Regions from separate parts of the Mus musculus genome. Here all the other regions are linked to region 1. The links are chromatin contacts, called in public promoter capture Hi-C maps. All regions are on one chromosome and are shown on one strand. The core of a region is the stretch at or near the end of the contact, and the rest is flanking DNA. Distances in the headings are between cores, read along the strand shown. Region 1 holds the start of Uqcrc1 (ubiquinol-cytochrome c reductase core protein 1). Region 2 holds the start of Hemk1 (HemK methyltransferase family member 1). Region 3 holds the start of Cspg5 (chondroitin sulfate proteoglycan 5). Region 4 overlaps Map4 (microtubule-associated protein 4). Region 5 holds the start of Rbm6 (RNA binding motif protein 6). Region 6 overlaps Map4 (microtubule-associated protein 4).

What was found. Promoter capture Hi-C pulls out the DNA fragments that hold promoters and counts their contacts.
Region 2: a promoter capture Hi-C map of erythroid cells shows a contact between it and region 1, with 14 times the contacts expected there. The contact joins the promoter of Hemk1 here to the promoter of Uqcrc1 in region 1. A contact is called at or near these places in 1 of 39 promoter capture datasets (erythroid cells) and 2 of 9 other capture datasets (adipose tissue and liver).
Region 3: a contact with region 1 is called in a promoter capture Hi-C map of embryonic stem cells, with 2.8 times the contacts expected there. The contact joins the promoter of Cspg5 here to the promoter of Uqcrc1 in region 1. A contact is called at or near these places in 2 of 39 promoter capture datasets (embryonic stem cells and hippocampal neurons), 1 of 115 datasets of contacts at active chromatin or transcription factors (astrocytes) and 1 of 9 other capture datasets (liver).
Region 4: a promoter capture Hi-C map of embryonic stem cells shows a contact between it and region 1, with 2.5 times the contacts expected there. The contact joins the enhancer-like site here to the promoter of Uqcrc1 in region 1. A contact is called at or near these places in 5 of 39 promoter capture datasets (the C10 cell line, embryonic stem cells, hippocampal neurons and 2 more) and 2 of 9 other capture datasets (adipose tissue and liver).
Region 5: a promoter capture Hi-C map of liver shows a contact between it and region 1, with 3 times the contacts expected there. The contact joins the promoter of Rbm6 here to the promoter of Uqcrc1 in region 1. A contact is called at or near these places in 2 of 39 promoter capture datasets (liver and pre-B cells) and 1 of 115 datasets of contacts at active chromatin or transcription factors (pancreatic cancer cells).
Region 6: a promoter capture Hi-C map of stem cell-derived epiblast-like cells shows a contact between it and region 1, with 3 times the contacts expected there. The contact joins the enhancer-like site here to the promoter of Uqcrc1 in region 1. A contact is called at or near these places in 3 of 39 promoter capture datasets (the C10 cell line, pre-B cells and stem cell-derived epiblast-like cells) and 1 of 9 other capture datasets (adipose tissue).

What each region holds. Positions count from the first base shown.
Region 1 is chr9:108,934,398-108,938,853 of GRCm38.p6, reverse strand. Uqcrc1 (ubiquinol-cytochrome c reductase core protein 1) reads right to left here and starts at 2,206. Exons shown (of 13, transcript NM_025407.2): 1 at 2,067-2,206; 2 at 1,698-1,838. The coding sequence starts at 2,135.
Region 2 is chr9:107,335,920-107,340,375 of GRCm38.p6, reverse strand. It overlaps Hemk1 (HemK methyltransferase family member 1), which reads left to right and starts at 2,026. Exons shown (of 11, transcript NM_133984.2): 1 at 2,026-2,095; 2 at 2,998-3,375; 3 at 3,713-3,804; 4 at 4,104-4,197. The coding sequence starts at 3,145.
Region 3 is chr9:110,241,164-110,245,619 of GRCm38.p6, reverse strand. Cspg5 (chondroitin sulfate proteoglycan 5) reads right to left here and starts at 1,837. Exons shown (of 5, transcript NM_013884.3): 1 at 1-1,837. The coding sequence starts at 22. It also overlaps the pseudogene Rn4.5s-ps2.
Region 4 is chr9:110,006,453-110,010,908 of GRCm38.p6, reverse strand. All of the region lies in intron 3 of Map4 (microtubule-associated protein 4), which reads right to left. Among named protein-coding and RNA genes, the nearest start is that of Map4, 77 kb to the right of the region's middle. Within about 2 kb of position 2,603, at least 1 of the 459 cell types and tissues checked has an H3K27ac peak or open chromatin away from gene starts, as enhancers often do. A contact at or near this core is called in embryonic stem cells, where this site is marked.
Region 5 is chr9:107,870,542-107,874,997 of GRCm38.p6, reverse strand. Rbm6 (RNA binding motif protein 6) reads left to right here and starts at 2,179. Exons shown (of 21, transcript NM_011251.3): 1 at 2,179-2,349.
Region 6 is chr9:109,950,814-109,955,269 of GRCm38.p6, reverse strand. The region is part of intron 1 of Map4 (microtubule-associated protein 4); the gene reads right to left. Among named protein-coding and RNA genes, the nearest start is that of Map4, 21 kb to the right of the region's middle. Within about 2 kb of position 2,644, at least 11 of the 459 cell types and tissues checked have an H3K27ac peak or open chromatin away from gene starts, as enhancers often do. A contact at or near this core is called in stem cell-derived epiblast-like cells, where this site is marked.

The sequences.
Region 1 (4,456 bases), core at 957-3,456:
GATCCATAGAGGGTACAGGATCCCTTGGGACTGGAGTTACAGCTGGCTGTGAGCCACTGCGTGGGTGCTGGGAATTGAAGCCAGGTCCTCTGAAAGAGAACAAGTACTATAAACCAGAGTCAATTCTCCTGGCCAATTTGCAATTTTAAATAAAGTATTTGTGTTTCTGTGTACCAGCGTACACAGGTACCCAGAGAAGCCAGAAGAAAGTGTCAGATCTCCTGGAGCTGGAGTTACAGGTGGTTAGAAGTTGCCCAATAAAGGTGCTGGGAACTGAAATCTGGTCCTGTGCAAGAGCGGCCAGCCCTCCTAACCAAAGAGCATCCAATTCACTGTAATCTTCAAAGGTACTCTTTGTCTTCCTTCAGTGCTATAAAGCTCATGGCTTTCCACTCAGTAGGCAAAGGCTCCACCCAAGTTACATTTCCCAGTCTTTCAGAGGCATTTCTTTCGTGTGTGCAAGTGCCACACATACATGCGTGTGCACACTCCACCACACAAATATCTGCGGAGGGCAGAGGAAACTGGGTGCTTTTTCTGATTACTCTAAATCTTTTGTTTTTTGTTTTAAGAATCCTTACTTCTGAGCTAGGCATTGGAGGCTCATGCCTTTCTTCCCAGCACTTGGGGAGCAGAGGCAGATGGATCTCCGAGTTCGAGGCCTGCCTGCTCTACAGAGTGAGCTCCAGGACAGCCAGGACGACACAGAGAAACCCTATCTTAAAAAAGAAAAAAAAAAAAAAAAAAAAGGAGAAAAAAAATTTTTATTTTTACGTATGTGTACGTGGGATGGTGAGACTGTGTAGGGTTAGGAACCGCTCTTCCACAGGACCCAGGTTCAATTCCCAGCACCCTCACGGTGGCTCACAACCACCTGTAACTCCAGTTCTGTTTTTTTTTTTTTAGATTTGTTTATTTATTTATTTATTTATTATATGTAAGTACACTGTAGCTGTCTTCAGACGCACCAGAAGAGGGCATCAGATCTCATTACGGGTGGTTGTGAGCCACCATGTGGTTGCTGGGATTTGAACTCCGGACCTTCGGAAGAGCAGTCGGGTGCTCTTACCCACTGAGCCATCTCACCAGCCCTCTGGGGGTTCTAATATCCTTTTCCAACCTCCAAGGGCATTATGTACAGACATGGTGCACATACACACATGTAAGCCACTCGTGTAGGTAAAAGTAAGACCGGCTTAGACACACTAGTCTCCACCCCTCAGAGTATTGGTGTTAGACCTAAATCACAACACTGAGGACTCCAAATTCAGATACCCATGTTTGAGTACCAAGCTCTTTACCCACTGGGCCATCTTCCCCGTCCTTCAGAGGCATTTCTTGAAGTGTATTCCTGGCTACGTCTACAAATTACATAGCCTAGGTGGTGAGTCTAACAGACCTGGATGTCTTTCTGTAAATAACCTAAAGTCTGTGAAATCTCATTCTTTTTCGTGGCAAGAGAATAATCTCTTCTCTCGGGGAGGTAGAACGAAAAGCTGGAGGAGAGAATTCGGCCCCGTCTTTGGCAAGCACCATAATGTTGGCTGCCGGGTTAAGGCAGGGTTGAAGTCAGGTACAGGGATAAGCCCCGGCAGTAAGCCAGTCTCCACCCAAAACATGTAAGACTGGAGCCCAAGGTCACATCCCAACCTGGGACAACACGGCGGGCCTCACCTAGAGGACTGGCGCACACTTACCGTGCAGGTAGCATGCGAGGACTGCTCCGAGGCCACACGCAGCCCGTTGTCCAAGATGCTGACCTGGGTCTCCGGCACGCTCTGGAGGGCCTGGGCGAAGGTTGCGGTACCCCGCAAGGCAGGTAACCTCAGCAGGGCCGGCTAAAGGGAGAAGGCGACCATTGCAAGAACTGCTCGCCAAGCCTCTGGGACCTCGGCTCTCAAACCCAAGCCAGAGCAGATAACCATCCCCGCCCTCCGCCATGACCTTCCCACGGCCCTGACCCCCGCGACCTCCCCACTCCGACCCGCCACTGCTGAGACAGCCTGCTCCTCATCTGTGTACGAAAGCCCTGGGCCCTGCAGCCCAACGTCTCACTGCCACCTCACCGAGCGGCGGGTGCGAAGTAGCACTTGCGTCCCGGAGCAGGCCGCTCGGCAGACTGCGGACGCCGCCATCTTCTAACTTCCGTCAGTGTAGAGCCGCGCTGCGCATGCGCAGAGCGGAGTCTGAGGCGCAAGCGCTGTAAGGAAGACTTGGTGCTCAGTCGCCCCCTGTTGGGCAGCAAGTACGTTAGCAAGAATTGATCGCATGTAGTCATTTGGTCCGTGTGCCTCTAGGATCTTCGGGACATTTATCAACCTGCGAGGGAGGGGCCCTTCATCTGGTCCCATCTGAGACAGGTTCTATTCATCACCTTCTTCCACCTGAGGGAGGCGGTATGCAACTGTGGGAGATGCATTGTACGCCAGCAGCAGCTCTGAAACCTGGAGGGCAGTGGCTAGGCACAATTGAGCCCAAGGGCTAAAGCACTTGCCTGTCTGTGCAAGAAGGTGTCCACTAAAGTTAGTTTAAAAGAATAAAATATGCTTAAATGGTTGACTTGAAAGACGTTTAATAATATATTGCCAAATATATAGCACTTGGGAAATGGAGACACAGAAGAATCAGGAGTTCAAGGACATCCTCCTCTCTTGTGTAAGGAGTTCAAAACTACCCTGGGTTGTGTAAGACAGTGTCTCCAAAACGTAAGAAAAAAAACGTGTGTATGAAAAGAGGAACAATGTAGAGGTAATTTGTGGAATAGGGCTCCTTGTTTGGAATAAAATAACTAAGCAAAAAAGTTTTTTCTATTTTGTGATTATTTCAAAACTTTTTGTTTACTTTTTTTCTTAATTTTTTATTATTTAAATGCATTTTATACATCAAACATATTAATAATGTTGAGTACTTTGAGAATCAAATAATCCATAAATTTTTTTCAACTTTTATATTCATATCCTTTCATACCCTAAAATATCATTAATGAATATTTAATACTATCCATAACTGAGGATCCTATATCTAATGTTGAATACTAAATTGTTTCAAAACATGCAAAATATTCTTTGGGAGTTAAGCATAGTAAAAGAGCATAAAATATTAAAAATTAATCATTAAGAAATATATTCATGAGTTCGAGGCCAGCCTGGTCTACAAAGTGAGTTCCAGGACAGCCAGGGCTACACAGAGAAACCCTGTTTCAACAAAACAAAACAATAAAAAATGAGTTACAGGGACAAAGTTTGGAGTAGAGACTAAAGGAATGACCATCCAGAGACTGCCCCACCTGGGGATCCATCCCATAAACAACCACCAAACCCAGACACGATTGCGGATGCCAACAAGAGCTTGCTGGCAGGAGCCTGATAACGCTGTCTCCTGAAAGGCTCTCCCAGTGCTTGACAAATACAGAAGTGGATGCTCACAGCCATCTATTGGATGCGAAGCACAGGGTCCCCAATGAAGGAGCTGGAGAAAGGACCCAAGGAGCTGAAGGGGTTTGCAGCCCCATAGGAGAAACAATTATATGAACTAGCCAGTACTCCCCAGAGCTTCCTGGGACTAAATCACCAATCAAAGAAACCACATGGTGGGACTCATGGCTCTAGCTGCATATATAGCAGAGAATGGCCTAGTCGGACATCAATGGGAGGAGAGGCCCTTGGTCCTGTGACGGTTCTATGCCCCAGTATAGGGGAATGCCAGGGCCAGGAAGCAGGAGTGGGTGGGTTGAGAAGCAGGGGGAGCGGGGAGTGGATAGGGGGTTTTCAGACGGGAAACTAGGAAAGGGTATAATATTTGAAGTGTAAATAAAGAAAATATCTAATAAAAATAAAAACATATATATGTGTGTGTGTGTGTGTATGTGTGTTCAAAAGCCCTTATATGATACCACCTGACATAGTGAGAGAGTATTTAAAATGCATTATATATCTGTGTACATTGTCTAACAACCAGTTTACTTAAAAAAAATTATCAGTGTTTGTAGGAGAGAAATTATTTTACCATTAAGTATATTTTAAAATTTTCAAAATGGCAAAAACTCTTTGAAGTTAAACATTAAGAAAATGCTAATTTCAAGCACAGTGAGAAAAATTATCAATAATAAAAAAAAAACTATCTGAAATCAGATAAAAGATCCTTTGTGTGTATTGATTAACATTTTGTGGACCAAAAGTACGATTTAGAGAGGAAAATAAAGTGAAATAAAATCTTCTTTGCTGCTGGATAAGGTAGTAAGCGCCTTTAATCCCAGTGCTCAGGAGGCAGAGGTAACTAAGCCTTGTGCAGCATTCCAGGCTAGCCTGGTCTGCACAGTGAGCCAGGGATCTATAGTGAAGGCCTGTCGCAGGCACACAAAGGAAAAAACAAAAAACAAACCTAACTTACCTGCTTCCTTTTCTTGGAGAGACTGGGTCATGTGTAGCCCAAGCTGGCCTCAAATTCACTTTGAAGC
Region 2 (4,456 bases), core at 777-3,276, 1.6 Mb after region 1:
TGAGAATACCTCTGACCCTGATGGCCTGCCGGAAGTTAGGCAGAGGACCGTAGGTAGCCAGGTCCTTTCTGGGTCAGAATTCTGACTCCTGGACACCTCCACCCGCACTGGGGCAGACTTGTAAGCCGCAAAAATCATAGGTACAGAGATTTGGTGAGAGCACCACCAGACCTGGAATATTTGAAACCTAAAATGAATTCAGTTTGATCTTCTATTGAATTTATGACCTTGAACAGCAAACTGCTTCTCTTCTTTTGTCTCAGTTTCCTGCCTATATAGGAACTCTGGTGTTTTGGAACAAGGGCGGTTTTTGGTAAGTGACTCCTGGAGACTTCAGTCCAGAGATGTTGAGATGGAATTATCTGTGTGATAGCCCACCTATTCCTCTCATAATAGTTTTCATCCACAGCAAAATTCATCTCAGGACAGAAGTACCGATTTCCTATACCCAAGAGCTGTATCCCCAACCATTTAAAACTACCCTCACCCCATCCCCTAAACAGACTGTGTGTAACCCAGGATGGCCCGATACTTATTATGTTGCCCAGGTTAGTCTTGAACCAAGGCAATCCTCCACCTCCTGGGTGCTTGGGTTTTAATTTTTAATTAATTAGTTTCATGTGTGAGGATGTTTTGTCTGCACACGTATCTGTACACTACATATGTGTCTGGTGTTCAAGGAAGCCAGAAGAGGGCATTGGATCCTCTGGTACTGGAGTTACAGACTGCTGTTAGCCTCCTTGTAGGTGCTCAAAATTGAACCTGGGTCCTTTGGAAAAGCAGCCAGTGCTCTTAACCACTGAGGCATTTCTCCAGACCCCCTTGTACTGGGACTTATAGGTGTGCACCAGTACACCCAACTCCCAGCCCCTCTCCCTTTTTACTCAAGTATTTTATTTTTTACTTTTTTGAAGCAGGATTTCATGTAGCCCAGTCTGGCCTTAAAAGATGAGTTTCTGGTTTCCCTGCCTCCACCTGCTGAAAACTAGGATTTATAAGTATTACCAAACCCCATTTGTGGGCATCAAACCCAGAGTTGTGTGACTGTTAGGTGAGCACATCAATTGAGCTACCCCGTGAACTATTTATTTTTGAATATTTTATGTTATTTCTTAAAATTATAAGTATGTATGTTTGGATGGGTATGTGTACATGGGTGCTTGGAATTGAAACCCAGTTCTCTGCAAGAGCAGTATGTGTTCCTAACCGCTGAGCCATCTCTTCAAGGTCCCGTCCCACCTTTTAAATTTTGAGACAGATTTTTACTAAATTACTCAGGATGGCTTTGAATGTATGGTCCTCCTGCGTCAGCTTCTCCAGAAGCTGTGATTACGTGCCTGCACAACCAGGTCTTGCTATGAATATTACAAAAGATACAACTAAAGCCTAGAAGGTCTGGGCATTTAAACAAAGTTAAACAACGAGCTGCCAACAGAATCAGGATGTAAATCCAGTTTTCCAGTATTCGCTGTTTTGCTATCTGCTCCAAATTCTATGTGCGTGTGAGGTCAGGAGGGTCCTTAGAAACTGGGTCCCTTTCCGAAAACAGAGACTGCCCCCAAACACTGAAACCCAGTCACACGCTGCTAGACCTATCTTACAAGCAGTTAGAACAACGCACCCACCTCCCGCCCCCCAAAATCTGGCTCTCAAGCCCAGCACACGTGGGTGACACCCTCGCGGTTTGTTTTTTGCCCACACTCCGCCCCAGCTGGATATGTAAACGTTTGCTTCAAGCAATCACCGCAGGCTGGAGCCATATCTCTGTTGAGACCTTAAGGAAGACTAGTGGGTCTGGGACCCAGCAGAGCATCTCTCACATTCCTGTACTTCCCCTTAGGGGGGCTGCAGATGCTGGCCAGTTGAGCCTCCTCAGCATCCCACAGTCTTCAAAGGAAAATCCGGCCACTTTAGGAACCCTAGACCAAGGAGACGCGGTTCACCGGAGCCCTTTCTCAACAGCACCGAGGCGGAAGCAAGGCGCCGAGGGAGTGCACTACAGGTTACGCACATCCGGGGTGGGGTGGGGGGGCGCTAACCCTGGGTCAATTTTCTGGTACTTGTGTGTGGGCCGGGCGAGCGTGCATGCCCTCTGGTAGGTATGCACCAGAGCAGGAGATCCGGATGGGAAATGCATGGCCGCAACGTTGATTTTGAGACAGGGATGGCCCTCTCCCTCGCTTTCAGGGGTGGAGAGAGGGCGCGCTTATATCGTTGATAATGTGTTTGCGGATCTGGGATGGACGCTGTGTCGAGGCTTGGAGATTTGGTTCCTTCCGTAGCTGGGTACTGGTGGACCCAGTTGCGTCAGGAATCTAGCAGAACCGGATTTGTGTTCTGCCCGGGGTATTTTATACCTGAGTTACCGTGGGCAAGTTGCTTTCCTCTTCTGGAGCCCTGTCTGAGAGGATGTGGCAGTTAGCAGGTTCTCGCAAATCTTAGTTTGGACCTTACTTAGTTTGGAAGTAGAGGGGACCACAGATTTTATGTTTTCAGATAACTTGTTTATGCTAACTTAAGCGTAACATTGTTCATTATGGGTTAAAATAGAGGCAACGTTTCAGCTTCTAAACAATAAGGAATGTCACAAGCCAAGCTCCCAAGCACGGCAGTCTCCTGCCATCTGTTAGTGAGTCCCAAGGGTCTTCCAGGCCCCTGATAGTCGTTGGTCAAGGCACCACTCTCCAGAAAGCTAGTGTTATTTATTTCTCCCACATTAGGAGCAAACTGGAAGTCAGAAACAACGGCTCAACTGCACTCACTCACACTGGGGTCTGACATAGGTCTAACCTACTCCCAAACCTACACCTTGACTCTTAACAGGACAGAGCCCTGCCAGTTCAACCTACCTATGCTAAAAATAACAAAACGTTACTGGCCAAGACAAGAAGGAGTCAGATAGCTGGCTGGGGATATGAATATAGTCCAGGAGGCGACAGACTAAAAAGCACACCCTTTCCTGGCACATTTTGAGTCTTTTTCCACATCCTTCTTTAGGGTAGCAGAAACATCTGAGAAACAAAACAGAGAACTGGAACCCATGACTGATTCTTCACCCAGCCCAGCCCAGGGATCACCCTGAGCCCCTACCTCAGTGCAGATAGCACAAGAGAGACTCAGGCACTTGGAAGCCTTTCTCCAAGAATGAAGCTCTGGGGACAAATACTTTGGACCCTTCTATCTGTTCCCCGAGGAAGGAGGGGAGTCCTCCAGGGCTGGGCCTTCAACTCATGGAAGACTTATTCATCCCTGACTGGGCCGTTGAGTGCCACAGGGATGGTTAATCACTGGACACGGGTCTTTGAGGAAAGAGGTATCCCAGAGGCCCGGGAATCCAGTGAGTACATCGTGGCTCATGTCCTCGGAGCCAAAACAGTTAAGTGTAATGTTAGGGAGGACAGGGAGAGGGAGGAGGGAACTCTCTGGGGAATAGATAGTGAAAGGGGGGTTGTTTTATTTGTTTTTATTTTGTTTGGTTTTAATTTTTGCCTCAATCGGGCTGCTTAATTGAGTCGGGTGGGATTTTGCTGAACAAATGTTTCAGGCAGACATGTATTCATTCATCCAACAAACTACTGCAGTGTGTTCCAGGTACTGTGTGTTCCGGGATGATTAAGTGGCTAGTGTTGAGTTGACAGACATTGTCCACACAAACCTGGGTGTGTGTCCCTAGACCAAGGGAGCCAGCCACTCACATTCTCCATGGGAACAGTTTCAGAGCCTGAAACCAGCACTTTGGACCAAGCCACTGACCCCTCAACAATTGGAATGCATCCAGGAGCTATGTGGCCGTAGATTACAGAGGTAAGCACCCATGGACCGATCCGAGGACTCTACAGAGATCCATCTTTCACCGGTTCCACCAAATTATGGCCAGGGAGGAGTAAAGTGTCTGAGGTCGAGAGGGATCTGTTGGGGTAAGGAGGTAGGAGGAGAGGGACTGGTGTTGTAAATTGAAAGAAGGGAAAGGCTAGTCTGTTTGTCCTAGGGTACTGCAGTCAGGACCCTGCTGAATAGCCTTAGCTACATTAGTCCTCAGTTGAGCTCTGGCCTTATTCATCCTGGTCCTGGTCCTGATGACTCCCTGGATACTCCTCCTGCAGGATGCCGGTGCAGTATATCCTTGGGGAGTGGGACTTTCAGGGGCTCAGTCTGAAGATGGTACCCCCAGTGTTCATCCCTCGGCCAGAGACAGAAGTGAGTATCTCACTAAGACAGGATGAAGATGAGAAAAAGGTTCAAGGCACCCGTCTTGCTCCAGACTTCCTCCAGGGGGCGCTCGGGCCCCATGGCTGCCATTCACAGCACCTTTCACACATAAGTCTTGCTGGCTAGGTTGACTGAGCCATGATTGAGGATCCTTCTTGCCCCCTCCCTTTGACTCTCTTTAAATTCCAAACCTCTGCCCCAGCCTCAGTGACCAGAAGTGACAGAGAATGGTTCAAGTAGTGCTCAA
Region 3 (4,456 bases), core at 588-3,087, 1.3 Mb before region 1:
CCCCGCCTCCAGCTCGGCCCATTGCGCGGAGCCCCTGCCGCTGTGCGCGGTGCGCGCGGCTTGGCTGCGCCCTCGGCTTGCCCGGCCGCTGCGCCTGCCGCCCGTGTGCGGCCGCCTCAGCCCACGGTGGGCAGCATGAGCCGCCGCATGCCGCCGTCAGCCGCTGTCCTCCGAGCGCCGCGCCTCCCCGCCTCCCGCGCCGCCGCTGCCGCTTGCCGCTGCCGCGTTCGGCGCCGCCCCCACTCCGCCCGCCCCGCAGCACGTCGCGTTGACGCCGGCCCCTCTCGGTCTTCCTCGCCAGGGGACAGTCAGACCCCTCTGGCACGGGACGTGGAGAGCGATGCAAGCGCGGCGCGCAGGGGCGGCAGCAGAGCCACTGGGGGAAGCCGACAGGTGCACCGGCGGCAGCCCACGGGGCCCGCTTGCGCTTCCAGTGCTGAGCGCGCTGGGCCGCGGACCTGCGAGGAACCCACCCGCCACGCGCGCGCAGGGGAGGCGGGGACGTCGCGGGCTCCGACACCCGCAGGCTCGGGGCGGGGCTCGGAAGGGCCACAGGGGGCGGAAGCCCGCGCCCCCAGTGTGGAGAGAGCGGAGCCCGGGGCACGGACTGTCCGGTGCCAATCCAGAATTCGGTGTCCAGAAGGTTCTCCAGTCCGACTCTAAGTCTTCTTCCGGAGAGCAGGGAGAACATCGACAGAGCCTGGCAAGGAGGCGAATACTACGGCCTAGGCTCTAATTGGATCAGACCTAATCTGTCCACAGCCAAAGCCATTAGTTTAAATCTTGCACAGCCAGGTCCACCCAACGTGTTATCCGGTCCCCAGTATTTGGACTCCACCTTGCGTTTTCTAAATCCAGGGCGGCCTTCCGCAGGTGACCAGTACTACCCAAACCCAAGTTCCTGGTTAAACCAAGAGGTCTAGATCACTGCCAGGTGCACATGCAACGTGGAGAGAGAGGTCTCTGTTCCTAACCCAGGTTCACTGCTTACTGGGAGACCTGTTGGAAGGGAGGCAGAACTACAGCTTAGTCACCTGGCTTTCCCCGCCTCCAAATAGCCTACATATTGATGTTTTATTATCGACCTAAATGATCATGTTCAGCTCAGTCCAAGGGTTAGTCCAAGGGCGATGCTGGTGTTGATAGTCTTCTGTCAGTGACCAAATATGAACAAGATGGAGGACCATCATTTAATCTGTCTCATACCTGTCTTCTAGTGAGTTGCCTTGGTTCAACACTCCTTTTCTCTCACAAGTATGGTTGCAGCTTAGAGTCCCCTCAAGGCTGACAAAATTCCAGCAGCTAGGCTCTTATATCCTGGCTCGGAGGTGGCTATGTAGGGTCTGTATGACATCTAGAGAGTGGCAACCAGACATACGTGTCCTAGTTTGGAGTTCCAGTCAAGAGGGGGCTTGCTTACCCAGATATAATACCTATTTCTCTCTTCAATTCCTGGGTGGTAGTTGTCAAAAGTGGATGTTGGTGGAAGTTCCTACCACACAGGAGATCCTATGTAAGTCCTTTCATGCTAGGGCATGGTCACAATAAAGTCTTTTCCTACTTATGGTAAAACACTTAAGAGTTAGGGAGAGCACTTGCCTAAAATGAGTGAGACTTCAGGTTCAATTCCTAGTACTGCAAAATAATTGTATTTGCTGGTTATGGTAGCTTATGTCTGTAATCCCTGTCTAGAACCAACTAACCAACCAAATCCTTCTATCTACCCTATTTCCCACCCGTAACTATCCTTTTAAATTCTGTTTTGATCAGTAGAACAAACAAGCGAATGTGAAATATTTCCTTCCTCAACTATCTTCTCCCCTCCCTGCAGAGAAATTCTGCTACCACTTTTTTCAATTTTGTTTAAGTTGTCTGAAACTGAACCCAGGGCCTTGTGCATGCAAGTAAAGTGATGTCAGTGAGCTATATATCCAGCACCAATTTGGTACTAAGCAAGCAAGCAAGCAAGCAAGCAAGCAAGCAAACCAACCAACCTCTGGCCTTCTGCTCCTCCCTAACACTGAGAACAGAGTAATTGGGCAATGCCCATTCTGTGGTGAGAAGAACAAGATTTAGCATCAAATCTGTGTGTCCCCCGAGTTAGTCACTGGCGACTCCAGCATGAAAGGATCTGGCAAGCAGTGTCAAATGTATGGTGTGTGCGTGCATGAAGTGATATGAGAACTAGAACAAGGAAACCACCACTGCCTATCTATAGCTTCCACGTGTCCTCTATTCACATCATGCGCCATCTGGGCGCTACACATGCTTTGTATGGCAATGGCTTCTTCATGCCTCTTTCCTACTGTTTTGGTAATTTGTCTCCAAAGCCAAGCAGAGCCATAAAGACCATTGCCATGACTGCCGTACACACCCTTAAGTGCAGAAAAGACACCTGCTTCACTGATGCTACCACCACTGCTCCCATACCATGACCACACATAATTTGGTCTGGATGGAGAACATCAATTTGACTTTAAATCCTCAGTATAAACACCAACATATTCAAATTTTGGCTTTCCTTTTTAAAAGCTGTATTCATCTGAATATGGAGGCTTCTTATATCACCCTTTAAATTCATGTACACGGGTGTTTTGCTTGCAAGTATCTGCACAACACCCATATCTGGTATCCAAAGAGTCAGAAGAGTCAAGCGCTAGAACTGTTGTTACAAACAGTTCTAAGTCGCTGTTTGTGCACTACAGACCCTCATTTCCTTTCTTGCATTTCAAAAGGAGCAGGATGCAGAGTAGGACAATAGAAGCCTTGTCTCCTTACCCAGCCCAGCATCCACTTTTACCTGGGCATTTAATGCTTCAGCCCCTTGAGACCTTCCCTCATAACCCAGGTTGGCAACAATCTTTACAGACCTGAAGCCAACCTTAAATTCCTAACCCTCCTGTCTCTACCTCCCATGTTCCAGGAGTACAGGTATGCCGCTATGCTGCTATGTCTAGCTGTTACTAATGACCACCACAGAATGATCAAGCTTCTGATCTTAGGCATGGAGACAAGCGATTGCTTTTGTGGGGGGTGGGGTGCAGAATGGGCTACTAGGAATAGGTCTACTCACACCATTCCTGGTAGGAAGGGACGGGCTAAAGGGCTTTTGTGTTGACAAAACTTCCTCACAAAGACTGAGTGTTCTCATTTCAGAAAAGGGTTATCACAAACCTTGGGGTGGTTATTTTGCCAGGCAATGGTTTGTTATTATGATGCAAAGGGATTTTGAATTTATTAACTAACTCTAAAGCCAGGCCAGTTAGGAGAAAACACTCAACTAATGCAGATGACACCTGCTGCCTGGGAAGAGGACTAAGGACTTCTCAGGGACCCTGCAGGTGTTGCAGAATAAGATGACCCTTAGCTGGGTGGCACATGGTCAGTAGATGCAGGAAGATCAGAAGCTGAAGGTTGTCCTGGGATACATGAAGGCAGGGATGCTACAATCCAGATGGCTATCAGAAGTCTGTCAGTGTCAAGGCCAAGCCAGACTCACGACCTCTCAGCCCCACACTTGCTCCGTGTGACCGTAGGAGAGCCAACCACAGGTGGCTAGGAAAGGAGAAAGATCTAGCTCCCTTACTGTCAGGTGCCTACGGTGCTGTCACTACTTTGCTAAGGTTTTCACGAACTACCTTTAGGGCAGGTGGTCTCTGTCAGCACAGCTGCTCTCCATGAAGCTACAAGAGCATTCAAAAGCTTGCCAGGGGTGGGGGGCGCGGACAAGTAGTTAAGGATTACCCCCAGATTTCTTTCTTTTAATGTGTAGCCCAGGCTGGCCTCGAACTCGTGATCCTCCTGCCTCTGCCTCCCTTCAGCAAATCCTACCAGCGTGTGCCACCACAACCGACTACCTCCAATTTCTGCATAGCAGAAAAACAAACACAGGAACCCCCTGGTTTTCTCAGGAGTCAGAACAGAGTCGGCTGGTCCCAGAAGGTACAAGGGTATTAATTGTAACAGGTTCACTAAATTTCCCGTCTCATTAGCCATCCCTACATCCCTGGGACAGGGATTATCTGCGTAGCTCTGGCTGTCCTCAAACTCCGAGATCTGCCTGCCAGTGCTGGGATTAAAGTGTTACCACAGCCAGGCCACTATCAGCGTCTTCAGCCCTTTGAAAATGCAAAAGCTATGAAAGAAGTCAACCATGCCAACCACGCCTGGCTCCCGCTATCCATTCTTTCTTCTGCTTTTTCCCAGATGGCATTTCTCTCTGTGTAGCCTTGGCTGTTCTGGAGATTCGCCTGATTCCATTCCTGCTGAGATTAAAGGTACGAGGCACTACTACCAGGCTCATCAACCATTCTTTATAGCAACCTGGTATAAGGTCTCTGTCACAAGCTCAGGACTAAAGTCCTTCCCCCACCTCACTATGTAGCCCTAGGTGGGGTCACAAGAGATCCACTCGCCTCTGCCCTTTATGATAGAGATATACATTCCCAGGATTAAT
Region 4 (4,456 bases), core at 1,354-3,853, 1.1 Mb before region 1:
GTTTTTCGAGACAGGGTTTCTCTGTACAACCCTGGCTGTCCTGGAGCTCACTTTGTAGACCAGGCTGGCCTCGAACTCATAAATCCGCCTGCCTCTGCCTCCCAAGTTCTGGGATTAAAGGCGTTCGCCACCACGCCTGGCTTGGGAGCAGGCATTTTTTTGTTTGCATGTGTGTGTATGTGTGTGTGTGTGTGTGTGTGTGTGTGTGTGTGTTAAGGGAGGGATAATGAGTTTAGTTTAGGACATCTCCAGCTAGATGTGTGAGTTCTACACAATTTCAATTTCTAATTTTCCCGGGAGTTATATTTGTCCTTACGAAAATGTTCCATAGTAATCTAGCATTTAAATAGTATTTACATATTTATGTATTTCTCTCTACAACTTTTTTATTTTGTAAAACTAAAATTCTGTATCCAAACACTAACTCCCCAGCTCCTGGGAACTGCCATTTTATTTTCCATTTTTACGGACTCGACACTTCTAGGTATCTGATATGTTATCTAATAGGATTTGTTTTCTGTGATTGGCCTATTTTCTTTGAAGTGTTAAGGATTTGAACATATGATCTTGAGCATTCCAGGTAAGCATCTCTAGTCTACATTCCTCAGCACTTAGTTGGGCCCATTTCCATTAGTATTCAGTTCATCCTTCATAATGTTGTAGCCATATCAAAAATCATGAACTACATTTTATTTATTCACTTCTGTGTTGATGGGACACCTCAGTTGCTTCCATCTTGCTTGGGTAATGTAAACAGCACATCAATAAATATGGGTGAACGAAAGTCTGTTTTCGAGACAGGGTTTCTCTGTGTAGCCCTGGCTGTCCTGGAACTCACTTAGTAGACCAGGCTGGCCTCGAACTCAGAAATCCACCTGCCTCTGCCTCCCGAGTGCTGGGATTAAAGGCGTGCACCACCACACAGCTCAGATAGTCTTTCTTGTTATTTCATTCTTGAGGTAAGGTCTCACTATGTAGCCCAGGCTAACCTTAAATTCAGTAGATTCCTACCTGTTTTAATTACAAGCTCAATAAATCCTTTTTTAAGGCAGGGTCCTATATATGCTTGACTAAACTCAGTATGTAGCCAAGCCAAAGATGATCTTGAAACTTCTGATCTTTCTGTGCTACATCCCAGTCCCCAAAATAACAACCACTTGCATTTCCCCACCACAATTATTTCTTAAGGGCTTGTTTATTGATGTGGTCTGTTTTGTTTTTTATGATGGTGATGATGATGATGATGATGATGATGATGATGATGATGATGATGGTGGTGGTGGTGGTGGTGGTGGTGGTGGTGGTGATGGTGGTGATGGTGATGGTGATGGTGGCGCACACCTTTAATCCCAGCACTTGGGAGGCAGAGGCAGGTGGATTTCTGAGTTCGAGGCCAGCCTGGTCTACAGAGTGAGTTCCAGGTTAGCCAGGGCTACACAGAGAAACCCTGTCTTGGGGAAAAAAAGAAAAGGAAACTGTAGCCCAGACCAGACCAACTTCAAACTTCCCATGACCTATTTCTACATCCTATGTGCTGGGAGCAACAGGCACAAATTCACTTTTAACTAGTTCTTATATATGATATAAAAGTATACCAATTTTGTAAGATTTATTATTATTTATGTATATTGACATTTTGTCTGCATATATGTGAGGAGGCTGAAAAAAAGACATCAGATCCCCCTGGAAGTTAAAGATGGTTGTAAGCCGGCAAGTATGCCCTGAGTTTGGAACCTGGAAACTCTGGAAGAACAGTCTTAACTGCTGAGCCATTTCTCCAGTCCCAAAACAATTCTTTATATATGAATATCCAGTCTTCACAACACCATTTGTTGGAAAAAGCTATAATTTCCATAACTAATTATCTAGTCTCCTTGTCCAAAACCATCTCACCATATGTAACAAAGATATCTTGCCTTTCTGTCCTAGTCTATTTCAGGACCACATTGATTGGGTTTTGTTTAAATCAGGGCCTTAGGTAGCCTAGACTAACATTAACCCATGGTCCTCTTGCTTCTACCCAAGTACTAGGATTACAGAAATGTAGTATTACCATGCCTGGCCCCAGAGGATCACTTAAGTTAGCATATATAGGAAGTTTGAAACTTTCAACTTGTTCTTTTTCAAGATTGTTTTTGCTACTGGGGGTTACTTCTTGGGTTTATGTGAAATTTCATGGTCAGTTTTTCTGTCCTTGCCAAAAAGATGGCTGTTTTGAGGAAAATGATTTTCTAAGATGGCACATTAATCTTCTAACATTTCACTGCCATTTTGAAGCTCCTTTCAAAACTTCAGAGCCATGCTTATCATTTCTGTGCATCCTTCTGATCCAGGCTCTAGCACCATTTTTGTAACTGGTTTTGTGTGTAATGATTGGGTGTGATTGTATGAAAGCCAGGACAACCTCAAATGACATCATCAAGAATGACCCCAGGAGTGACAGACAGCACATGTCTTTTAAGAAGCAGAAGTGGTGGATCTCTCTGAGTTCAAGGACAGCGTGGGCTACATAGTGGGTTCCAGGATAGTCCAGAGTTGCATAGCATTACCCTGTCTCCAAAACAAAAAGCCCTCTACCTCCTTTGAAACAATGGCCTGGAGCACATCAATTAGGCCGATTGACCAGTGAGTTCCAGAGATATGCCTCCTCAGTGTTTTGGGTGTGGAGACTCTAACCAGCCAAAGTGCAGAAAGAAAGACATGTTAGGAGTTGCCTACCAGCTACAGGGTTGCAGGTTTCCAGAGTCACAATGCAGTGGGCTTTCCAGTGGTGCTTTTGAGTTATCCCTGCTTCTTGTAAATAACCCCTAATCTGCAGGGAATTCCAATAAAATGCTCAATCATTACCTTGGTCTATTGTAAGCTTTGTTTATTGGGTGAGGGCATGTGTGTGTTTCCTCTACCCAGGAAAAGTCGGTTATAAAATTCCTCCACACCCAGATTTTCATATGGGGCCTAAACTCAGGTTTTTAAACTTGTGAGACATGCATGTTATTACTTCCTGACCTATATTCCTAGCCTATGAGGCCTTTCAAAGGGCCCTGAGAACCCTAGAATTTGGTACTCCCCCCCTTAGTACTTCTCCCTCTGGGGAGCTCTTTTTCACTTTAATAAATCTACATTGTCCTAAAAACAAAACCAAGCAAAGCAAAACAAAACAAATGAACAAAAAAGCCCTAGAAATTTAATTAGTACTAGAAATTCAGAAAGTAATTTTCTATGTAGAATGTCTTGAGAAGAAAATTTATTTGTATAAAAAAAATTAAGAAACAACAGGGCGGGCTAGATGGCTCAGTGGTTAACAACACTGACTGCTCTTCCAGAGGTCCTGCGTTCAGTTCCCAGCAACCACATGGTGCCTCTCAACCTTTTGTAATGGGACCGGACGTCCTCTCCTGGTGTACTCAGATACATAAAACAAAGAAAGAAATCTTTTAAATAAAGAAAGAAGGGGAAGGGAAGGGAAGGGAAGGGAAGGGAAGGGAAGGGAAGGGAAGGATGAGCCTGATGGTGGTGCATTCCTTTAATCCCAGCACTCAGGAGATAGAAGCAGGTGGATCTATATCAAGTTCAAGCTAGCTGGGTCTACAGAGTGAATTCTAGTATATTCAGGGCTATACATGGAAACCCTGTTTCAAAAAACCGAAATAAATAAATAGATAAGGAAGGAAGACCACAACCACAACTTTATAAAGCATTGATTGGTATTCTCCATATAGTTGGCTTATATGTGGGGGAAAAAGAAAAAAAAAACAAAAACAAAGAACTGAACCTCTAAGATTTATGGAGGAGAAAGAAAAATAAGGATGGCTTACCATGTAACTATTTAGGATTATAACATACCATTATATATTTGAATTTCATTTATGACATGTCAGTTCATGGATTGGTTGTAGAACCTGTTCATATTAAATACTCATTTATATGTTAATCCTTTCTGTTTATCTGATGAGACAAGCAACAGCAAAAAAGCACGCAACATGACTTCAATGTTAGAACCTTCAAGCATTGGAGTTACATTATTTTGAGGTTAGTATAACCTTCAGGGCAGATATCACATCACAGAAAAATTTTCACAATAAAATCTACATGCATGCACACCTGAATAAACATGTACATTATCCATATCTCTCTCTCTCTCTCTCTCTCTCTCTCTCTCTCACACACACACACACACACACACACACTCACATGAATTTTTAAAGAAATATACTCATTCCAATTACAATAAAAACAGCCAGCAATACTGATGGATAATATAGTTTTACATATAGTAGCATATTTGTCCATTATACACGATGTTCTTGACTAGAACACTCTCCAGTCTCCTGGTCTCACCATATTATTATGATAAATTAGAAAGAAGGAGGAAATCATAGGCAGGTTTCAGTTTCCATCAAGAATAATTCCTGCAAGATATGGTGGCATACACCTGTAATCCCAGTCATAGGAGGAT
Region 5 (4,456 bases), core at 930-3,429, 1.1 Mb after region 1:
TAGAACTTGCTTTGTTCTAGGCTGGCCTTGAACTCAAGAGATCTGCTGGTCATTGCCTCCTGGGATTAAAGGCTTGTACTACCACGCTTGGACCTAAATTTAGCTGGGTGGGATATTGCCCCAAGGTCACTACTCCCTAAATTCAATTTAATATCCTTGAACACAGGATTCAGCTCCATTCTACTTCCAGGTGCCCCTTTAATAATTTGATATACCACATATTTTAATATATCATATATTTTTATTTTTTTATTTTTCCTTTCTCAGCATGCTATGTTTGTTTAAAATGCTCTTCATGAGACTTAACCAGAGAACAATAAAGTCCATGATGGGCAATTCTGAGACTTCCTTTGTCAATGTAATTAAGTTGAGTCTCTTCACCTTAGCCTCAGACAGACTCTTCAGACAAGGGCAAGATGTAGTCACATTCTTCACAAAGATACCACAAAAACAGTCTCTAGGCCACATACTGAAATTCTCCACTGAAACTTCTTGGGCCAGGTCTGCATCATTCAAATCACTCTCAGTAACAAAGTCTTCCATATTCCTACTGGATAGCCCATTAAGCCCCATTTAAAGCATTCCACTGCTTTCCAAATCTAAAGTCCCCAAACCCACATTCTTCCAAACAAAATCATGGTCAGGTCTGTCACTGCAATACCCCAGTCTCTGGTACCAACTTCTGTCTTAGGTTTTTACTGTTGTGAACAGACACCATGACCAAAGCAAGTCTTAGAAATTACAACATTTAATTGGGGCTGGTTTACAGGTTTAGAGGTTCAGTTCATTATCCTCAAGGCAGGAACATGGCATCCAGGAAGACATGACTTAGGAGGAGCTGAGAGTTCTACATCTTTACCTGAAAGCTGCTAGCAGAATACTGACTTCCAGGCAGCTAGGATAAGAATCTTATTGCCTACACCCACAGTGACACACCTACTCCAACAGGGTCACAACTTCTAATAGTGCCACTCCCTGAGCTGAGCATATGCAAACCATCACACAGGGGTTCCTTTTTGTAGCCCAGACTGTACTAGAACTCACTCTGTAGAACAGGCTTGCCTTGAACTCAAAGGTACATCTGTTTCTGCCTCTGGAGTGGAGGGATTAAAGTATTGCACCATCACTTCCTGTCTCCATGCCCAGCTTTTTCCAGTGGGCATTTATGGCAGCAGCATTTATTGATATTTTATTTGTCACATATGTACAGTCCCCTCAGAGGCTAGAAAAGAGCATTGGATCTCTTTGAACTGAAGGAACAGAGGATTGTGAACCGCCACGTAGTTTTTGGGAATTGAACCTCTGGAGAGCAACCAGTGTTTTTAACTGATGAACTGTTTCTCCAAGTGTCTTTCTTTGACCTTGAAGAATCGAATTAGGCTACAATATCATATATCGCCAGGGCATACACACAAGGCACCAGGTGGCTGGGATAAGCAAACCCCTCACAATATAGACAATCTACCTGAGAACTTGGGAGTCAGGTAGATCATTAGCTGGAAGATTCTGGAAGAGGTTGCGTATCAACAGTTACTTTGCTTTCTTTCCGTTAGAATTACGATGTGCAGTTTTTGTGGCGAGTCACGCGTGTCTACATTTATTGCCTAGAGCTAGCGGGACCTGTAGAAACAAGTTTTATTATTTTTTTTTAATGGGTTGAGCTACTGAACCTTTTTACACGGATGATTTCCGCCTGGAGTGTTTGACCAGAAGTCTGTCGGAAGGTAAAAAAGGACGAGTCTTTGGGTCCTAATACTTCAACTCAAGCAGTACTTTTGCATTTATTCTCTGGACTTAGGTAGAAGGGGTCTTATTTATGTAGCCGAAAAGCCAGCAGCCCTTTGCCGTAACGGAATAAGACCGGAAAGATCTCCTCCCATTTTCTGCACCCGAACTGACAATCTCTCTCTTTCCCAAGGGGCAAGGCAGGACCGTCCCCCAGCACCTGGCAGGGTGTGTCACTAGGCTGTCTAAGCCACCCGGACCCCTTGCACACTTGCGAGGAAAACACCAGAGAAGCAGTGACAGCACTGAAGCCAAACCATAACTCCCGGCAGGCCCTGCGGAGAAGCGTGCCTTCTAATTGGGCAGTGGCTAACAGCGTGCCTTTCCATTGGGCAGCAGCTCCACCAGCCGTCAAAGCCGCTGCGCGCAGGGCACGGCGGGAGAGGAGGCCGCGGGATTTGCGGCCGTACTTCATCTCCCGGCGGGCCCAGCGCTGAAGGCGGTGGCGCGACGCCTTTGTGGAAGCCGGAGCCCACCGGGAGGAAGTTCCGGTCTCCGGGACGCTGGGTCCGTGGCGGCCTCTGAGGAGGAGGAGAAGCGGGCCGCGGCGGCTACGCTGCTTTGGTAAGGGCCCAGGCTAGGAGAGAGGGCGTGCCCGAGCTTCTGGGACGGGGTCAGCGGGCCTGGCGGCTCTGGAAATCGCGGGCCCGCGCGGCCTAGCAGCCGTGGCTTCGAAGACACGGGGCGGCCGCGGCCTCGCTCGCTTGCGAAAACAGTCGTGTGTCGCGGGAGGCGCCGCTCGCGGCAGGAACGCCCCGGAACGGTCGCGGGCCCGGGGCGGGGCCCGAGGCGGCTGTAGAATTACCGGTCCCAGCGCGGAGCGGCCAGCTGTGGGGCGAGGGACCCGCGCGTGGCAGCGGTTCTGGCGCTCAGCTCTGTGGTGCTGCAGGAGAGATTTCTTTCTCTTTCCCCTTGTGTTTGTGATCTTGTCCTGAGAGACATCACTAGATACGGAACTCTTGTGCCCTGCAAGTAACCTTGGCCGCCCACCCAGACACCCAACCAGGAAGGTGCGAGAGTTCAGAACCTGGCCCACGGGCCCGTAGAACCGGGAGGTGGGCGAGGGTGACTGGTGGGTTCTGTACCGGTTGGGCGAATGTAGGAGGAGAGTGATGTTCCCACATATTCGTGCTTTAGATTCCTTTTGGCGTTGTTAATAATGTGCTTTTCTTTTAACTTTATAATTGACGTTGAGCTAATGAATTCAAGTGTGGGGTTGCGTTTCTTAATTAAAAACAAAAGGCCTTATTTGTAGAGCACATATACTTGAGGTAGTTTGTATATTTTCTCCTCCCCCTCACCCCCACCCTAGGCATTCTTATTAATTTCAGACTAATTGGATATAAGTTAAGGAGTAGGTTTTTTTTTTTTTCTTTTTTATCCGCTTGATCACCCAGGTCATTTTCTGAACTCTGGATTGTGCCTTAGGATTGTTAGTTTTCAACTTCCTGTTGACTAAATATGTCACAGTTAACATTACTAAGCTTGTGAGAATCAAAGGGGAAAGTGTCAACAGCTAATGACAATGTGGAAAGTAACTTAGCACTAAAATACTAACTTGAGGAAACATAGTGGTTGAATCTACTGCCAGGCTTAGTGGAGTTTAATCCTGAAGTTTAGGAGGATGAGGCAGGAGGATGTCAGGTTTGAAGCGCCCTAAGCTGCATTGAGACCCTAAAAACTTTGAGTCTGAATTTTATTTAGCTCCTTAACTAGTAGTACACTTATATAAATGCTTATCTGCTTATAAAATCTATAGGATTATCTATAGTGTATGTGGTCTATAAGGCAGGTTAGGTAGGACTCAGTTCTCAACCAGCAGAACACCCTTGCTGCTCATTGAATCCAGGGCGCAAGTTATCTACCACTAGGACCAGCCTTCTTTACAGAATTTTCTTATCAGGCTTGAGTTTATTCTTACCTGCAGGTTTTTGTGGCTCTTCACAAGAATTTCTGGTGTGAGAATTATTATTGTCGTCTCCACCTTCCACCCCCCTCACCCCCCACAACATAGGGTCTTTCATAGCCAGGCTGGATTTGAATTAAACTTGCCTTAAAAAAAACTCCTAATCTTTCCACTTGAACTTTCTAGGCACTACAATTGGCAGCTGTTATTCCTAGCTAGGGGAAGGTTATTAAATATATATACTCTAGGCTAAAATCCTTTGCTACTATACTATATACTCCGCTCAAAATGTACTCTTGAAACAGAAATTTGCCACCATGCATAGATGTATAAAATGATGTTAATGACTTGGTTCAGAATCAGAGTTAAGTAGATAATAAAACTATTGAAAAGGGTTTTTTTGTTGTTGTTTTTTGTTTTTGTTTGTTTGTTTGTTTTTTTCGAGACAGGGTTTCTTTGTGCAGCCCTGGCTGTCCTGGAAGTCACTCTGTAGGCTGGCCTCGAACTCAGAGATCCACTTGCCTCTGCCTCTCAAGTGCTGGGATTAAAGGTGTGCGTCACCACACCCGGCTTGAAAAGTTTTAATTTATTTATTTGAGATAGGGTTTTACTATTCATCCCTGGCTGGCCTGGAACTGGCTATGAGGACTGGGCTGGTCACAACTTAGAGAGATCTGTCTGCCTATGCCTCTAGAGTATTGACATTAAAAGCACATGCCTACAAGCCTGGTGTGAGTCTGTTTTATAACAATTCATCATGGTGTG
Region 6 (4,456 bases), core at 1,395-3,894, 1.0 Mb before region 1:
GCAGGTGGATTTCTGAGTTCCAGGACAGCCAGGACTATACAGAGAAATGCTGTCTCGAAAAACCAAAAAAAAAAAGAAAAAAGAAAAGAAAAAGAAAAGAATGACTCAAGGAGCTAGAGGACCTTGAAGAGGACCCAGGTTCAATTCCAAACATCTACATGGTCTATAAAACTAGTTCCAGAGGATATGATGCCATCTTCTGACCTCCACAGGCACCAAGCATTTATTATATACATGTGGGGCACTAACTCCCACACAAAACTCATGTGCACAAACACATGTATACACATTGCTATTTCAAAAAATTGTAAAGAGTCTTGAGCCAGATGTGCTAACACATCTTTCTCCCCACATCCACCCCTACCCCCCACACCCTTCTCACAATGTTGCCCTGGCTGGCTCTTCCAGAGATCCACCTACTTCTGCCTCTGCTCCTGGAAATGCTGGGATTGAAGATATATGCCACCATGCTCAGCAGCATCTTTAATCCCAGTACTTGGAAAGCTGAGGCAGGAGAACTACTAGTCTGAGACTAGAATTTATTATGACTCACAATTTGAAATTTTCAGTCCTAATAAGCACAGTCTCTTAGCAGGTTATAATTAAAAGTAGCCCAGACATGGGAGTGCAGGTCTATAATCCCAACATTTGAAAAACAGGAGCAAGAGGACCCCAAGCCTAGGCTACATAGACAGTTAAAAGCCAGCCTGAGCCACAAAGACACTAGGCCAGCTTGGGCTACATAGCAAGACTCTGTCTCAAAGAAAGAAAATAAAAAAATAATATTTGTTTAAGCATTAGAAGGCACGGTCACATATGTAGTCCCAGAACACAAAAAGTCTGAAGTAGGTGTATCACCATAAATTTAATGCCATCTTAAACTATATATTGAATTCCAGGAAGCTTAGCCTACTAGAGTTTAAAAAAAAATCATATTGGAGACAGCTCGTCAATAAAAGTCTGAAGTAGGTGGATCACCATAAATTTAATGTCATCTTAAACTATATGTTGAATTCCAGGAAGCTTAGCCTACTAGAGTTTAAAAAAAAAATCATATTGGAGACAGCTCGTCAATAAAGTACCTTGAATGTAAACACAATCCCCAAAACCAGCAAAAAAGCTGGGGAAGCAGAGACAGACAGGAAGAGAGCAACTGAAGACATGGAAGACATGCCTTCCATATAACCCACCAATACACACCAAAAAGAAAACATCGGTCGCCTCTTCTCATTATGTGATTTATAACGAAGTGAGTGTCTTTTCTCTGAGTTGTCAAAATGCTGATACTTTCTTATTGTCAAAGTTCTGAGTCTGTAACATCTATCATGTTATCTTTTGTACTTTCATTGTCAGAGTATCTTACAGAGTTCTTTCAACTGGGTCGTGTTGCCACACTCCTTTATTCCTAGCACTCTAGAGGCAGAGGGCAGGCACTGTGAGTTCCAGGCCAGCCTAGTCTACACTAGTTCCAGGACAGCCAGGCCTATTTTGTCTCAAAACAGAAAGAAGAGAAAAGAAAAAAGAAAAAGCAAAAGCAAAAGCAAAAGAAAAAGCGAAAGCGAAAGCGAAAGCGAAAGCGAAAGCGAAAGCGAAAGAGAAAGAGAAAGAGAAAGAGAAAGAGAAAGAGAAAGAGAAAAAGGAAAGAGAAAGAAGGAAGGAAGGAAAGAGGAGTTCTAAAGTGAGAATTTTGGGTTCTTTAAAAACACAGAAATATAATTATAAGAATGTGCTTTTATTTTAATCCCAGGTATGGGCATACAGGGCTACTCCAGACTGTTAGCAGCAGCTGACTATGATCTGCCTTGAGCTCTAACAGAGTGCTTTTGCCAACTGCAGATTGTGAGCATTTGGAATTCTGGGAACTTTACAGAGGACCTCTGAAAAGCATCATCAGTGGTTGTTTGTCTTTGGGGAAAGGCAGGAGTTAAAGTTTGGTAGTAGCTGTGGTCAAAGAAGAAAACAAAAGGGAAGAAATTAGATTCCAGGATTTTCCTAATTCCTCTCTCACCCCTCTATCCTATCTAGTGTTGGGGGAGAGGGGAGGGTTAGATAAAAGGTGGAAAAAAGAGAGACCCACAATGTAACAAAGAGCAGGAACACATTTCTTTCAGGAAAAAAAAATTCCTGAGACATCTTTTCAACAAGCTACTTCTTCACCTACAGAGATAAGCTTACCCTCACTAAATTCTTTTGGCTCTCTAGTTTTTAAATCAATTGTTTTCTTTTGTTTGTGTTATGTATGTGTGTGTGCCTGTTACTCCACTTATTTGAATCTTACTTCCAAAGTTGTTATGGCTCTTTGCTGTACTTTTATCTTTGTAATTCCTTCTTTCAAATTACCCATTTTTGTAATGTTATTTCCTCCCTTCCAGTGTTAAACCCATATCTGTATTCTTTGCTGCTGCTGCTGCTGCTGACTTGAGCAACAGATGCACAACTTGACTCTGACAGGTGAGATATCTCCAGGATACAGTGCTCAGTAAATAACATCACCACTATCTGTAAAGTGCTTAGGGGTTTTTTTGTTTGTTTCTTTTGGTTTAGTTTGGTTTTTCCAGACAGGGTTTCTCTGTGTAGCTCTAGCTGTCCTAGACTCACTCTGTAGACCAGGCTGAGAGAGATCAAGAGATCCATCTGCCTGCAAGTGCTGGGATTAAAGGCAGGGGCCACCAGTCCCCCTACTGTGTTTAGCTTCTTTATCCACCCCTATCTGTCTTGGTTCGCATGCCCTTCCTTCACCTGAACTCTGCACCAGCACCCTCAATTCTTTTTTGAGACAGGGTCTCATCATGCAGTCCAGCCTAGCCTCAAGCTCACTGTGAGGATGACCTTGAATTGCTGATCCCCCTGCCTTCACCTCCCATAACCTAAAATTACAGCTGAACACCACTGAATTGGGTGTACAAGTCTCTTAACAGAACTGAATCTCTCAATCAGCCCTCTAATTTCATAATCCATTTTCTAGTCACCAGAATCACTGTCCTAAAAATGTGATCCCCTTTCTCCCAAACAGTCCTGCTTAAAGCCAAGGAGGGTATCACAGACATGGCAGAATCCTTTTTCAGGCTTAGAGAGGGTCCAACCTATTTAACTTATAAGGTTTCAGAAGGCAATGATCTCTATTTTGCGAGAGGAACATTTCCCAGGGATCCAACACTCTCACACAAACATACATTCAGGCAATGCACATAAAATAAAAATAATAATTATTTTTAAAACTATGAATAAATTTTATATATCTAAACATACAAAAATAAATCCTTATCCAATAAAATATTGATTAAAAATGAACAAACTAACCCTGTAACCCAGCTTATTCTAAAATTCCTTAACCACATCACTTCCAGTTAGACCAATGAGGATTTTAGGATTAAAACCTATATCCTTCAACCAGTCTCAAGGACATGATACCAGAGCATTGTCTGTTGTATTTTCTAGTCAAAATGTTAACCACAAGTCACAAAAAAAGGATAAATTACATTTGGAATATAATAAGTACTTCTAAATACTCGTTTGTCTTATGTGAAACCCTAGTATATACTGATTACATTATACTTAATGAAAGAGATCTCATTCAAGCACATTCTCAAATTACTCCTAATGGGATATATTTTAAGAAGGAACTGGGAAACTAAGAAGAAAGTATGAATAGCAAGCAGAGTAAAGGTCCTAATTGGGTTTGTGGTTTTTTGAGGTAGGATCCCACTCTGTGTCCCTGGCTGGCCTGATACTTACTCTGTAGCCCAGTTTGGCCTCAAACTCACAGAGATCCATCTGCTTCTGCCTCTGAGACCAAAGCTGTACACAACATCCAGCTATAAGTCCTATTTGTGATTTTTGGCTTCACTAGACTAGTCAGCCAACTGTGGAGTCATCCTTTTTCAGAAGCAACAAGTGAATGAACGGGGATTAAAAATATCACATCAAGCCGGGCAGTGGTGGCACATGCCTTTAATCCCAGCACTTGGGAGGCAGAGGCAGGTGGATTTCTGAGTTCCAAGGCCAGCCTGGTCTACAGAGTGAGTTCCAGGACGACAGCCAGGGCTACACAGAGAAACCCTGTCTGGAAAAACCAAAAAAAAAAAAAAAAAGATCACATCAGTAATAGTAAGCCTTCTAGCAAATATGAAATTACTATAGGTCACAACCCTTCAGAAGATGGAGAAAGCTAGTGATTTAATGCTAATTTCAGCTCAGGAATCCAAGTGACTATGAGGATGGAGTGGTGTTGCCAGTTGTTTGAAAGTGAACACTAGGAGGTTGGGATACATGACAGTCTCAAAAAAAATTTTTTTTATGCTATCTCGTCAATTTAACACAAAGAAGAACTAAAGGGAAAATAATTTCTTGTGGACAGGTGAGATAGCTCATCAAGTAAAGGTGCTTGCTTGCCATCAAGCCTGACAACTTGAGTTTGCTCCCTGGAACCTTCATGGTGAAGGAGAAATGACTACAG